Linked DNA regions of Zea mays: region 1 is linked to region 2. A link is a contact called in public Hi-C data. All regions are on one chromosome and are shown on one strand. Each heading gives the region's core, a stretch centred on a gene start, on an enhancer-like site or on the middle of the called end of the contact. The rest is flanking DNA. Distances are from core to core; before and after follow the strand shown. Region 1 holds the start of LOC103628977 (kinesin-like protein KIN-1). Region 2 holds the start of LOC100384121.

What was found. A called contact is a pair of places that touch in the nucleus more often than the background predicts.
Region 1: a Hi-C map of ear shows a contact between it and region 2, with 2.5 times the contacts expected there. The contact joins the promoter of LOC103628977 here to the promoter of LOC100384121 in region 2. A contact is called at or near these places in 4 of 25 Hi-C or Micro-C datasets (ear, leaf and tassel).

Annotation. Positions count from the first base shown.
Region 1 is chr6:10,127,296-10,134,717 of Zm-B73-REFERENCE-NAM-5.0, forward strand. It overlaps LOC103628977 (kinesin-like protein KIN-1), which reads left to right and starts at 1,459. Exons shown (of 16, transcript XM_020539756.2): 1 at 1,459-1,577; 2 at 2,031-2,133; 3 at 2,258-2,301; 4 at 2,549-2,578; 5 at 2,679-2,795; 6 at 2,908-2,933; 7 at 3,029-3,110; 8 at 3,238-3,279; 9 at 3,361-3,394; 10 at 3,474-3,549; 11 at 3,815-3,963; 12 at 4,067-4,128; 13 at 4,371-4,462; 14 at 4,539-4,653; 2 more. The coding sequence starts at 1,464. The coding sequence ends at 5,177. It overlaps LOC100193009 (RNA-binding (RRM/RBD/RNP motifs) family protein), which reads left to right and starts at 5,863. Exons shown (of 4, transcript NM_001138177.1): 1 at 5,863-6,344; 2 at 6,766-6,867; 3 at 6,974-7,279. The coding sequence starts at 5,868.
Region 2 is chr6:9,976,727-9,984,132 of Zm-B73-REFERENCE-NAM-5.0, forward strand. LOC100384121 reads right to left here and starts at 3,067. Exons shown (of 48, transcript XM_008649944.4): 1 at 2,693-3,067; 2 at 2,225-2,302; 3 at 2,021-2,133; 4 at 1,819-1,912; 5 at 695-738; 6 at 527-595. The coding sequence starts at 2,789.

The DNA of each region.
Region 1 (7,422 bases), core at 209-2,708, 150 kb after region 2:
AGGTGACCATAAATCGAGGCATTTTTGGTTCATTTTAGCGTGAGCTGGTTTGTTGGGCAGAGAAATGAGGATGATCTATGGAGTAAGAATCCGGTTGCTATTTCTTGTCCATAGATTTACTTCTATTTTTTATGTCCACCAAACCAGCTCTAAACATCGTCTTTTGCCACCGAGGAGCTAAAAAGCGCAGATCACATAAATAATCTCCTAACGACCCTTCGTTGAAGAGTTTTGGAGCCATGCATGTGGGCGTGCCGGGACGTTTGATTATTGCCCTGTGATGTGAGAGTTGCCTTTGGGCCTCGCCTCTACTGTACGTCTGTACCACCCGAACAAATCACCGCAACCACGTTGACCATTTTCATTCTCCTCTACTACTGGGAACTTTGGAAACATCCCAACAATGTTGTCTTCCGAGAGCTCTATCCAAACATCCCACGGTACATATGCTGGCAGGTTGCCGGTGAAACATTGAGATTCGGAGTATTTGACGTTATTTGTTTAGAGTATCTCCAAGAGACTAGCTAAATAGTTTGTCAAGCTAAATTTTAGCTACTTAATAGTAAAATAGCTCTCCAACAGACTAGTTATTTAACTTGACAAGCTATCCGACTCTCTAAATTGACTCCCTCACTAGCCAAGCTAACTTGCATGTTGAAGAGTCTGTTGGAATGAGATGCTATATTTATAGTTTAATCTTTATAAAGTGACAAATAAAGAGTAAAAAATAAAGAGTGTTTTTGAGATGCTCTTAGGAGTAGTTTGGAAGTCACAATTTCGAATAAGAATAGAATTCTAACTCATTCAGCCTCTTTGGATTTTGTAGGTCCTAAACTAGCATAGAGTCTTCTGCTCTCTTCCCCAACAATTTTAACCAAAACTGAAAGCATCCTCTGTCGGGCTTCTTGCATTGGTCAGGCCGGCCCACAAAGGCCTTTTCTCCTCACAGTCTCACACTCGAGACTCGACCGACGCCCCCCCCCCCGCCGTGCGTTTTCACCCTTGCTTTTCTTCTCCCGCTCTCTCCTCGTGCGCGCGCGCGTCGTCTCTCCTCTCTCGTGCCGACACCTGCGCGACCGCTGCCCCGCCGCCGCTCTACGCTGGGTACCGAGGTCTCCGCAGGGCGCTTCGCGGCGACGAGCACCACCACCAGGCATGCTCCCATCGCTTCTCTTCCTTCCCGCCGCGCGAGACCGACCGGCCGCCCGAGCCCTAGACGTTCGGCCGTTTGAATTCGTATCTGAATGTGTGTATACACGAGTAGCATGCGTGCTACCAAGTACCCATGCCCATTAGTTATACACGAGTACCATGCGTGCTACCAAGTACCCATGCCCATTAGTTAGTTACCGAACGCCCGAATCCTTCGGCTTGTTCCAAGGATTTTCGTTTGGGATCGCGTGCTTTGTTTCAAGGAACAGAACTTGCATTGTTGCTAACAACAACTGCGTTCCACTGCCAGGATGTCCAACGTGACCGTGTGCGTGCGGTTCCGACCGCTGAGCCACAAGGAGAGGAAGGCCAACGGCGACAACGTCTGCTTCAAGAGGCTGGACTCGGAGTCTTTTGTTCTCAAGGTCTGGACCGTGGACTGGACCCTCTCCAGTCTACTGCTTCCTTTAGGCTTTGCTGTTCCTGTTCTTAGATAAATGCATACGGCGGATGTTCTGTTCACGCGCTGTTTCTGGCGGGATTCATTCTTCCGCAGCTGGTGGGATTCACTGCTCTGTTCCTGTATTATACACCGCAACTTTCTAGATCGATTATACTGAATTGGTTGACGGTTATACAGTTACCGCCGTTCTGAACATTAACCTGCTTAAGCATCGCCCTGCACAATCATGATGTAGGGAGTAGGGAATAGGGACTGTGAGCACGAGCGGAGTCAGGAACTAGTGAATGGAGGATCAAAAACACACGCTCTCTGTTTGTTCTGCGTTAGCTGCATTCATCATCCTTTTCCCTGTGGCCTTGTTGGTGTCCCATTTCAATTCTTCTGCTTCTAATGTGTTGTTAAACTCTTGGATTAGGATGAGAGGGAAGAGGATGTCGTATTCAGTTTCGACAAGGTGTTCTATGAAGATGCCCAACAGTCTGACGTCTACAACTTCCTTGCAGTCCCCATTGTTTCAGGTTACATTTTTCCCCCCTATTTCCTTCTAGATCTGTTCTTCGAGATAGTCAAAGCTGTTTCTTATCACTACACTCTTATCACGACTAAATTACCTAATAGCCGTTTTTCATATCATGGAAACAGATGCCATCAATGGAATAAATGGGACTATAATTACTTACGGTCAGGTATCTATTGCTTCATACACATACACTCTGGACCCTGATTGACCAGTTGAGACAGTTGTACACTTGTTTTACTGCACAGGATGTATATGTGTATACACTTTGTTTCTCTCTCTCAAAGCAATGGCCATCGCATTGCAAGTTTCCAGTTTACTGTAGACAGTCATAGTTTGCAGTGCAGCTATGATCAATGTCTTAGCGATCAACTTTTAACCATACTGATATTTATTTCGAATTTGCTTGTGTCTAGACCGGGGCAGGAAAGACGTACAGCATGGAGGTAAATTAAATATCCTCGAGCTTTAATTTATGGGATAATTATTGATGGTGTCTCTTCAGTCTCGACCTTACACATTTATGTATTTTTGAATGTAATATAGGGCCCAAGCATATTGCATTGCAATGAACAGAAAACTGGACTAGTACAGCGAGTTGTGGATGAGCTTTTTATATGTTTAGGATCATCAGCAAGCACGTGGACTGTGAAGTTGTCAATGGTAACATACCAGCCTCATGCTGATTCAGAATCCACATTGCTAGTTTCTCCCTCCTTAGTTGTTAGGGTTTGCTGAAGCTGAATAGTAAAATAAGTTATTTACCATGTCTCAGGTGGAGATATATTTGGAAAAGGTGAGGTTAGTATTTGATAGAGAATTTCTCATACTTCCTGTCTGATTTTTTTTAAAGTGCTTCTATGGAGAGGATCAACTTTTATCTGTTCATATCTCAGGGACCTTCTTGACTTGTCCAAAGACAACCTGCAGATCAAGGAAAGTAAAACCCAAGGAATTTACATTTCTGGAGCAACAGAGGTCAGAGTGAAGAACATGTCACCTTCCTTCCATTCTAATTTTCTGTGATATTCAGAAAGAAGTACTTGGCATCAGGACCTCCATGCTTTCACTTTGATATCTGGTATCTGTTCAATTACCCCTGCAGATATCTATCCTCAACAGTTCAGATGCCTTGGAGAACCTTTCTGTAAGTCTTCTTGAGCTTTACTTGGAGTGCCTTTCTATAAGCAGATACTAATTTAGTTTTGTTGTCTTGTTTAAATTACAGCAAGGAATTGCCAACAGAGCTGTTGGGGAAACACGTATCCTCTGTTTGTAAATCTGGAGTCCTGAATCAGTTATTCTAAATTTGATATGGTATGCCATCTTTAATGTAAACAGAAATGAACCTGGCTAGCAGTAGAAGTCACTGCTTATACATTTTCTCAGTACAATATGGATGCACTTCAGATGAGAGGTAGGCCAAACATCAGAGTTACATGTTTCTATGTGCATTTATCAGAGTTACAAGTCATTGTTGTATTAAGCTAGTCTCGATTCTTGCTAAATATGCAATGGTTCTTTCTTGTTGGAGGTTGATATACTGTCCAAATGCTAGATTTATCTTTTCTCAGATGGTTGGCTCCAGTATTACGAAGCAAACATAGTTTCCTAGACTTATGTTAATGCAATTATGAAAAAAAATGCTACTATCTGCTCTTCATAATTACTTACCCTTACAGGGTAACAACAGGGAAGATTATACTTGTTGACTTGGCTGGTTCTGAGAAAGTTGAGAAAACTGGTGCTGAAGGACGGGTTCTTGATGAGGCAAAGACAATCAACAAATCCCTCTCAGCTCTAGGAAATGTCATCAATGCCTTAACGACTGGTGAGGAGAAAAGGATCCTTTTTTGGAAGGAGTTAACTCAATAAAAAGTTAGCCTGCCATGTGTTTGTGATTAGCTTAGCCTGTCATATTCTTCAACCTGCAGGTAAACAGAATCATGTGCCTTTCCGTGACTCAAAACTTACGCGCATTCTTCAAGATTCGTTGGTTAGTCAAAAGTTTCTCTAGCACGCCCCCCCCCCCCCCCCCCCCCCAAGAGAGGCAGAGCTTGTTTTTGGAGCGAAGATACTGGAGGGGGTTAGAGTAGCTAAAATTCTCTTATATTCAATTTTGAATAACAGGGAGATTTTAGCACCCCCAATTCCCTCCGATATTCTTGCTTTCCTAAACAAGCCCTAAGGATGAACAATATCATGCGGCTTTGTCTAAACGCTACTTGTTGCCTGCAGGGTGGCAACTCAAGAGCGGCATTGCTGTGTTGCTGTTCTCCGAGCCCATCGAATGCAGCAGAGAGTCTGTCCACGCTTCGCTTTGGAACCAGGCATGCCAGTCAACCAGTTTCACACCTGTACCGCATTGTTGTAATTCATTGCTCTCTATGGTAAACACCCTTTCAGGACAAAGCTCATAAAGGCTCCTCCGAAATTGATTCCTGAGTCAGTGGATAACACCAAGAAGCCCGCCGTCGAGACTCATGATCAAGATGATCTGCGGGACAGGATACTGAGCAAGGTCTGTAGCAATGAACCCGAGGTGATCGGTTATATTTTAGCCTTCATTTCTCGTTGCCAGCATCTTACTCTGAACCAAACTTGTGTTCAGCTAAGGTTGAGCCTGAAGGAGGAGGATGTGGATTTGTTAGAAGAACTGTTCGTGCAGGAAGGCATCATCTTCGATGCCAGTTCCGTCGTGGACATCGACTCGGTGTTCCGGGACACTGCAAGCGAGGAGATCTCGTTGCTGATGCAAGCCGTCGAGGAGCTCAAAGAAACTGTGGAAGAGGTAGCGCAAAAACGTCCAAACCTCCCTTGTGTCCATCTGCCTGCCGGGACACGATAATGTTCTAAATCTGATAGGCGTTGCAGCTCACGGACGAGAACGAAAAGCTAAGACGTAGCCTCCAAGTCGCACAGGAGATGACCACTCAGGCCCAGCTCGCCGCCGCCGCCGCCGTCGCTGGAGCTGCCCGGAGCCGTACTCTGCTTGATTTCGTGCCGGCAGTCCTCTTCCGGCCATTTGGGTTTGTACCAGAGTGACGACAGGGTCAATGCCCATTGTCCTGTGAGGCTGTGAAGAACCATACACTTGGGATATAGTAGATCACGACCATGGTGGTACACAGTATATAATAGTTGCAATACAGATACTAGACTACTGATATCCTTGGAACTTCAGTCTGTTTGAAATACGGCGAGAATACTGATAGCTATGTCATGTGTATCGGATATTTTTCGTTTTTTTGTGTGCTGGAAGTGTCTACTCCGTAGTTGTTTTTGAGGATTCGCCTCTTCCCCCTTTCAAAGTACTGATGAATTGTCGTTTTTCTTTTTAATAACAGAACTTTAAGTTGACTTCACTTGGTTCTGTGTTGGTCTCGCAATGTAAATCTATACTTTCTCTGTCCTAAATCATAATTTGAACTATAAGTTATTTTAACTTTCTTACATAGTAAAAAAAATATGAAAATTCAAAAAAAATATAATAATAATAATATTTATGATATTAAGTGAATACTACTAGATTTTTCTATACTATAATTTTAGTCAAATTTAATTGTTTGCTCTAGAAAACTAAAAATATTCGTCGGTTCATCTACTGGGCAGGATGCACACGTGGCTCCGCATCCAACCGTTCCTGGGTCGCACAGCCCATCCCGCCGCGCCGTCTCCCTCTCGCCCCAAACCCCTCTCCTCCTCTCTTTCTCTATCCACCTTTCCACCGTCACCATGGCCACCGCCACTACGTCCGCCTATCATTGCAACGCCGTCCTCCACCTTCCCAGACCTCCGCAGTTCCGCCGGCTCCTGCCCCCTCTCCCCTCCCTCGTCACCCGCAGAGCCGCGAGCGTCGGGCTGGGGGTCGCCCGTCTCGGTTCGAGGGCGAGGGCAAGGGCAAGTTCCGTACCGCCACCGCCACCATTTTTTGAAACCGTGGAGGAGGAGGAGGAGGAGGAGGAGGAGCGTGGGTGGTCGGATGCGGAGGCGGGATTCAGTGACGAGGCAGAGGATGAGCAGGAGTGGTCGGGCGGCAACGGCGCGGCGCGCGGGGAGGACCTGGGCGCGGACGCCGGCGAGGACCTTAGCGGGTGGGCGCGGCAGTGGCCGCGCCCGCGGGAGCTGTTCGTGTGCAACCTCCCGCGCCGCTGCGACGTCCAGGACCTGCTCGAGCTCTTCACGCCCCACGGCACCGTCCTCTCCGTCGAGGTACGCTATGCTAGAGCCCGACGTAGGATAATCCTGAGCTGACAGCTGAGCTTCTCTATGCCGATGCTTACTGTGTATCGATCAGCAACGGCTTCCACACAGGCAACTCACTTGTTGAAGATGCTTGTATAGCTGTATAAGCACCCTGCCAAATAATGCATCAGCAACAGAGCAAGTCTGATATTTCTGAACTCATTAGCTGAACGAAACAAGCAGGATTTTCAACAGAACCATGCTCTTGACATCTTTTCTGTTGACAATGTATTAGCTGCTACTACTATTTGATTGGGTGGATGATCCATTTTATGATGGACTAGTAGGTACATTGCGAGTAGAGGCTGTGCTTGCTTGTGTTGCTTAAACTCGACGACATTAACATTTTTATTTGACGCTAACACTTCAAGTCATTTACGCCTCGCAGATCTCACGCGATGCCGAGTCCGGAATTAGCCGAGGAACGGCTTCTGTGACGATGCGATCTCTAGCAGAAGCTCGGGCAGCCATCGACGCTCTGGATGGATTCGTGAGTCGTTTACACCCCCATATATCCAGATGAAACTTTTACGGCGTATCTCAGTCCTTCTCGAGCCTCTCAACTCACGACGCCGTGTGTTTTTTTTCTCTCGTAGGACATGGATGGGCGTGAGGTTTTCGTGAAGCTAGCGTCCGACGTCATTTCCAACAGGAAAAACGTGAACCTGGCCCACATAACGCCCACGAAGGACCACATCTTCGAGACCCCGCACAAGGTCTACGTCGGCAACCTCGCGTGGTCTGTTCAGCCGCAAGACCTGAGAGAGCTCTTTACCCAGTGCGGAACCGTTGTTAGCACGAGGCTGCTGACGGACCGCAAAGGGGGCAGGAACCGAGTCTATGGGTTCCTCTCGTTTTCTTCCGCCCAAGAGCTTGAGGAAGCGTTAAAGCTCGACAGAACGGTATGGTTCAATTCAAGTTTGAAGTTTCCTGTTCCAGTAGCTTGTTTTTTTGTTTTTCACAGATTTGATCAGCTCTGGTTACTGCTGTTAATTAGTCTCGCATGATGGCGTTGTTATCAATGATAGAGGAGAACTTAAAGCAT
Region 2 (7,406 bases), core at 1,817-4,316:
AAAATAGATGTGAAGTGTACTAAATTAGGTTACCGAAGATGTTTGTGGTGTTTGTGTTTGTCCTGTGTGTGTGTATCTCGTTTCCTTGTATGTTTTGGGCCCTAAGCCTTTTCCTCTCCTTTTAATACAATGATACACAGCTCTCCAGCATATTAGAGAGAGAAAAGATGTTTGTTTGTATTTTTTTATTTCAAGCAACCTATAATTTCAGAGATATACAGATTTGGATGTACTAGATCTACAATGACGTGAGAGGGGTGCATGAAAAAGAAAATCAACAGAACCTCTAATAGGCTAAGGTAATACAAATTAAATTCCAGTCATTGTGACATCAATGAAAAATGAGCTTGAAAAACTTTTGACCACCTTCATGGTAACCTTTTTAGAGAAAAGGTTGAGATATCAAGGAAATAATAAAACCAAACTTGGACGACAACTGAAATAAAACCATGCACAGAACTGAATAACAGAAAGAAATTACACAGACAATAAATAGCAGAAATTGGAAAATAAAAAAGAGATATACTTGACCGTTGTGGGTATCCATGTATACAATATGAACATTTCGCATAGAAACTTGGATACTATCCAGTATCTGCCATCATAAATCAAACAAAGCGATAAAACATGTTTCATCACAACGCACAATCTTCAAAAATACTGATGTTTAAACTAAATAATGCAAGTTTGTTACCTTTGCTGATATGTAGGACAAAAATGATTGTCCCGTTTGATTATCTAGAAGTCAAAAGAATAGGGAAGGCCATGAATAGTGTATACTGCATAGCTCTTCTGAACACACATGTGATGAGACTTGGCAATTACGTTACATTATAATAAATTCAGGTACAAAAAATATTAAGTTGCATGTACTAACCAGTTCAACCAAAAAGCTTAAACTGATGAGAAGAGGTGTACAATTCACTTGTACTGTAACACTCCCCCTCACGTTGAGGCTCTCTCAGGCCTCAGACGTGGAATAGGAGAGAGCAACACTTATTTTATTTAGTTGTGCTAACCAGGATTCGAAAACTTGAGACCTCTAACTTTGATAGCATATTAAGTTGCATGCGCCAATCAATTCAACTCAAAAGCTTAAGCTAATGGAGAGAGAGGTGAGCAATTCACTTATATTCTAACACTCCTCACGTCGAGGCTCTCTCATGCCTTAAACGTGGAATAGGATCAAGCAACAATTATTTTATTTAATTGCGCCAATCAAGATTCAAACTCGAGAACTCTGGCTTTGATATCATATTAAGTTGCATGCACCAACTAGTTCAACCCAAAAGCTTAAGCTAATGGAAATAGATGGGGCAATTCACTTATACTCTAACAGAAACATGTTAGCATGTGATCCGCATGGAGTTTATCATGGGAAATTTGCAAATCTTCTTTTATATAAACACATCTTACACATATACTTAGTATATATTACGTGAAAACTTGTGAGGCTTTATCTAAGCTACCAGTTCAGTGACGCTTTGTATTCATTAGAATAGAAAAGGCACGTGGTAAAACAAAATAAATAAAAGAAATGGTGACAACACGAAACCTGAAGTCACCACTAGAAGACACAAGTTATTGAGCTAACAGTGAAGCAAAATTATAAAGAAAAAGTGAGCAACAAAAGGGTACTTAGATTGAGGCTAGAGGGATGGCTCAAGAGTTAAGATACAAAGGAAAGGTTAATCCTAACCCTCCATGTTTATTCAGTTGCCGGTTAGAACTACCCCACTGACATTTCCCAGTCCTAACCCCCCTATCACTATTCAATAAATTCAAAAGTCTGTAAGGAACATGTGGGTGCAGTCTCACCTGTAACTCTTCTAGAAAATTTAGCAAGCTCAATGGCATTAAGTTTAGCCAACTTTCCAGCTAGTTCCCTCTTGTCCAGAGAATCTGAGCTCCACTGATAAAGAACCAAAGAATGTATTTGGTCATAAGGGTGGAAACATATATATACTTGTTTTGACAAAGTGAACTGAGCACTGTACTATGACCAAATTCGGTGACATGCCTCAGAGTCCTCCCTTGGGCATGCGCAAACATAGACATCTTCTATGACAATAATGATAGGGTCCCATCCTAGCTTTTTCCAAGGAATCCGGATGCTTAGCTTCCCAATTCGTCCTGTAAAGCAGTGGAACAGAAGTAAAAGTTTACAACCATGCAATGGTTAACAGAGATATAAATCAGTGCAGTTGGATTAAAAAATCCATACCATTTTTCAGCGCGAATGGCAGCTGCAGGTAGTCAAAGGCTTCCAGAATCAGCTCTACATTTTCAAGCAGTATTTCTTCTGCAGACAAGGGGGCACCAGAAACATAGTCACAATCAGATACACTGCAGGGTACACACCACATGAGTACTAATGCTACGAAAAATTACTTAGCAACTCAAAGCATAACATCCAGTAGTAACGGGGAGCCAATATAACTGTGACACTTAACAATGCGCAAACTGACACATAAAACCAAGAAGCTACAGTTATCAGGCAGGAGTGCTACACTGATGAAAAAGCCCAAAAGAGCGCATCAACGCACGCAGCCACAGAATTCGAAAACTAATGCTGCGGTAACAGGTGGACAAGCACGAATTACAGCGCGGCAGAGTTGAGACCGCCGCCAGTTCGCGCGCGATTGGGCAAAAGCGGCGCTAGAGAGGAGGGGGGAGGGAATCGAAGACTGACCCTTCCAGATGCCGATCTTAAGCTGCTCCTTCTGGATGCCCTTGACGTAGCGGCGGAGGAGGCCATAGAGCACCTGGCTTACCACCCCCTCGAACATGGCGGCGGCGGTGGTCGAGGCACCCTAGGGAGCCCGCGCTCCCATGTAGCGGGAGGACACGTGGGGAGGCGGGGAGGATGGAGCCGAGCGTAGGGTGACGAGTAGACGAGAGGAGGGGCAAGGGGAGGCGAGCGGTGGATGGAGAGTCGGGTGCCGCCGCCGGGGCGGGACCTTTTCTTTTCAGTTCCGTTTGCTTGGAGAAGGAGGCGGACGGCGGAGGCAACGGCGATTCGTGTGCCTCTGCTGCTCGGCCTCCGTGGACGAGTCCTTGCTGCCACGTGTGTGAGTACAAGAACATAACCGTATATGTAGTTCTAGTCAACTAAAACATTTTTATATAGGCTAGATTATTTATAGAGTATAGTTTAAATATAGATAAAGATAGCTTAAGTGTAACACCCTAAATCTCATTTTTATAATATAGTAAAAAATTTCAAAGATATTGTTAGAATATTTTTTTTCTTTCTTTTCCCATAACATTTGAAGTCACATCTCCTTAAATAAAAGTTTAATAACAAAAATTCAATAAAAAGCTTCTTATATAAATTAGTCTTTATTGAAGTTTATAAGTATTAATGTGAGAACATTTATTTCTAATAAGAGATCATACAATATAAACTATTTTTCTTAAAATAATTACATGTGGGCTACATATTCCAAAAGCAATTACTTATGTGGAATAATAAATGAATGAATAAAAATATATATATATATATACAAATATAATGGCATCTCATACTGGTTCTTATGATTGTGCATTTAATTGAATTTGAGATCCAAAACCAAATTTAAAAGTGGATTTAAAAATTAAAAAATGAGAAAGAGAAATGAACAAAAGAAAAAGAAAACAATTTTTTTCTCCTGCTGGGCCGGCTACATCACTTTTGGCCCGGTCCCCTGCAACCGGTCCACTGCTTCTCCCCCACTCCTCCATTTTCACCCGCCGCGCTCCAGGCCCAAAACCCCTACCAACTCCCTGGCCCACTTGGCATTCACTCACCAGTCGCCTTGTGCCACTGCGGGTGGGGCCGTCCCATGGGGACGCTCTCCTCCGCAGCTTGCGCGTGCATAAACGGGCGCGCTTCCGCTGCCGCGTGGGTCCCACGGGTCAGGTCAGTCGTCCTCTCAGCTTGTTGTACCGAGTCCGCTTCTTCCGCTGTGGCTCACTCACCGGTCGCGTGCATGGCTAGCGAAGCCGCCGTGGAACTCGTCGTTCGTGCGGACTCCGCTCGGGAGGACCCTGTGATATCCTGGCCCTTGGGATGGGATGTCCTGGCCCAAGGCTTAATAGAATTAATAGTGTAATCATACCAATAAGGTGCATCTTCTTTTTCGGAAGCCTATCTCGAAAGAACCTCCAAGTTAAGCGTGCTTGGCTTGGAGCAATTTGGGATGGGTGACCGACCGGGAAGTTTTCTCGGGTGCGCATGAGTGAGGACAAAGTGCGCACAAAAGACTCGTGTTGGTCTGTGGGGACAATATATGATCCTAGAGAGCTGCCAGGAGTAAGTACCGTCGGTCCAGGGATTGGACAGGGTGTTACAGACCCTCATCCCTACGCATATATGCCTGCCCATGCGTTCCCTCCCCTAACTGCCTAGCTCGCGCCCACCAGGGAGCTCGTCGACCAAAGAAACAAAACTGAGAGAGAGAAACCGGTCGTTGTCGCCTAAAAGGGAAATAGTCTCAACATTTCATATAATCGATTTTGGTGTTTGACGACCATCACAAACCTTGTGGACTAACCAGTTTATCTAGTTGATCATTCCACAAGTGCATAAGTTCATCTATAACTATTCTAAATCGACTGTCCGGAATACCGTAAATTATTCCAGACAGGAAAAGCTTTTTAGAAAAACAGACTAAGCGTGGATCGTCCGGGCCCTTGCGGTGGATCGTCCGGGCCCTTGCGGCGGACCGTCCGCGACACCAGGATGACCCTCGGACATAACCAATGCAAAAACACAAGTCTACACTACGGACCATCTGATGGAAAAGCAAGCACCGTCCGAGACCAAGCGCGGACCGTCCGGTCGGTAAAGAACCGAAAAACCCGAAGGTGACGGGTTCGGTAAAATGAATTATAGTGTCCTCGCGGACCATCCGGGGTGCACGACCAGACCGTATGCAACTACCTTTATCTGACATCTGACGACGCATTAAATGTTATATAGCCGTTGATATAACCGTTACTGTTGACCGTTGCGATTTCAGCCGTTGATGTGCAGGGGCAGACCGTCCGGACCAGGAGCGCGGACCGTCCGCGGTCGGCAGAAAATGAGCAACGGCTAGGAAGTGGTTGAGGGCTATAAATACAACCCTAACCACCTCCATTCACTACACCCAAGCACTCCAATCTCTCACATTCAATACAAGAGCAAGCAATCCATTCCAAGACACAATCAAAGCCTCCAATCTCTCCAAGTTCCACAATTAAGACAAGTGATCATTAGTGATTAGTGACTTGAGAGAGAGAGTGATCCGTGTGTTATTTATCGCTCTTGTCGCTTGGCTTTTGCAATCGTGCTTTCTTCTTCCACATTATTGTTCTTCAAGCACTTGTAATCAAAGCAAGAGACACCAAGTTGTGGTGGTCCTTGTGAGGGGTCTAAGTGACATGTTTGATTAAGGAGAAAGCTCACTCGGTCTAGGTGACCGTTTGAGAGAGGGAAAGGGTTGAAAGAGACTCGGTCTTTGTGACCACTTCAACGGGGACTAGGTTTGCAAGAACCAAACCTCGGTAAAACAAATCACAGTGTCACTCGCTTCATTTCTTGGTTGATTTGTTTTCGCCCTCTCTTTCGGACTCAGTTTTATTTCTAACGCTAACCCCGGCCTGTAGTTGTGCTTAAAGTTTGTAATTTCAGTTTCCGCCTATCCACCCCCTCTAGGCGACTTTCAATTGGTATCAAAGCCGATCTTCATTAGAGTTTTAACCACTCGAAGTGATGTCGGGAGATCACGCCAAGAAGGAGATCGTGACCGGCGGTGATAAGTCTACAAGCCATGGGAAGGCTCCATCGGGGGAGTCCGACAACAAAATGAAGGGATCCCCTTCACATGCCAAGTCGCATCGGAGCGGCGACAAGAAAAAGAAGATGAAAAAAGTGGTCTACTACGAGACCGATTTTGTGGGTGACAGATATCCCCCGGATCCACTGGAAGGCTAAAAAACCTCACGAAAGGCCTTGGGCCCAATAATTCGCGAGGTCAGTCCTTCGTGGGCCTAGGGAGGGACGCCCAGTGGAGTGGAGTGACACAAGATTGGATCAACGCAAGACTAGACGGCCCGATGAATTTGGGCAACCGCAACAGTGACCCGACCTTCCCGCGTAGTGTCCTCATACATCGGAACTGAACGGAGATAGGTCGGCAGAGTTATAGGAAGATAAGCTCAGTCGGTTCACTATTACTTAGGTCCACGCTGTTATCATATCCACATGTAATGCCCCACGATCAAGTATATAAGGCCTAGGGGGCATCCCCTCAAAATATATCTCATTACTTAGCCATCCGCTCAGTTCTCTAACATCCTCGATACTAGAGAACCTCCTTGTAACCCACCACACAAAGTATTTACGCCAGGATGTAGGGTATTACGCATCTCAAAGCGGTCCGAACCTGTACAAAATTGTCCACTGTCTCTCATGCATCTAGCGCGAACCATCGAGCTAGAGTCGGTAACACCGTCCTACTCCAAAAGGCACCTCGAGGGGTAACCCTGGGTGCACGGTCGAACCCAAAACACCGACAGCTGGCGCGCCAGGTAGGGGGTGTCACTGATCTAAGCTAGCTCAATGGCCATCACCTTCCAGCACAAGATCGTCCTCCGTCCCGGGTCCACGATCTGCTTCGGAACCATTTCATCTGTGGCAGATGAAGAGGGAACTCTACATCGCATCGCGGATCCGCCGAAGAGAAAGCCTTCCTCAACAAACTCCAGGAAAGCCGGAACGAAGCAAGAAAAAGCGCGACCTCCAGCGCTCCGAACCGAGACTCCCTCCTGCAAACCAGGAACAGAGGGTCCATCTACCCAGAGAACTCCACTGTCCACCTCTTCCACAGAGACATGGACATAGATCACTAGAAGAAAGGAGGCGAACAAGGTCAAGGATCGTTAAACTGCTCTTCTGGTACCTCCGCCCTCAAAGGAGAACAGAAAGAAGCTCGTCACTACGACGGTTCCATTCTACCCCGACGTCCTCTTCATCGGAGGAAGAGTGGAATCAACTCCCATCTCCGACGATGAACCAACCGCGCTAGGAGAAGAACCTCTTCAGTGGGAATCTCGCCGACGAAGAAACCGACGTCGAAACGTTCGACGACATCACGAAGCCGGAGAGCGGGACCCAGCGCAGCCTGTGTCACGAGATGAGGTCTCGGAGATGGGAGAGACTCCAGAAGAATGAGTCTTCAGGGAAAGGAGGAATTCTCGATGACGTGATCGTCGGCAAGCTCAAGAGCAGGCTGAGTAGGAAGCGAGACAACACCGAGAGAATCCTCTTTTCGGATGAAACCTGAACCTCGACTTCGCCCAAGCCATGAACACACCGAGTGAGGTCGGTGGAGTATTGGCTCGAATAACCGATGGCCTCCCCCGGACTCCGGACGCCGAGG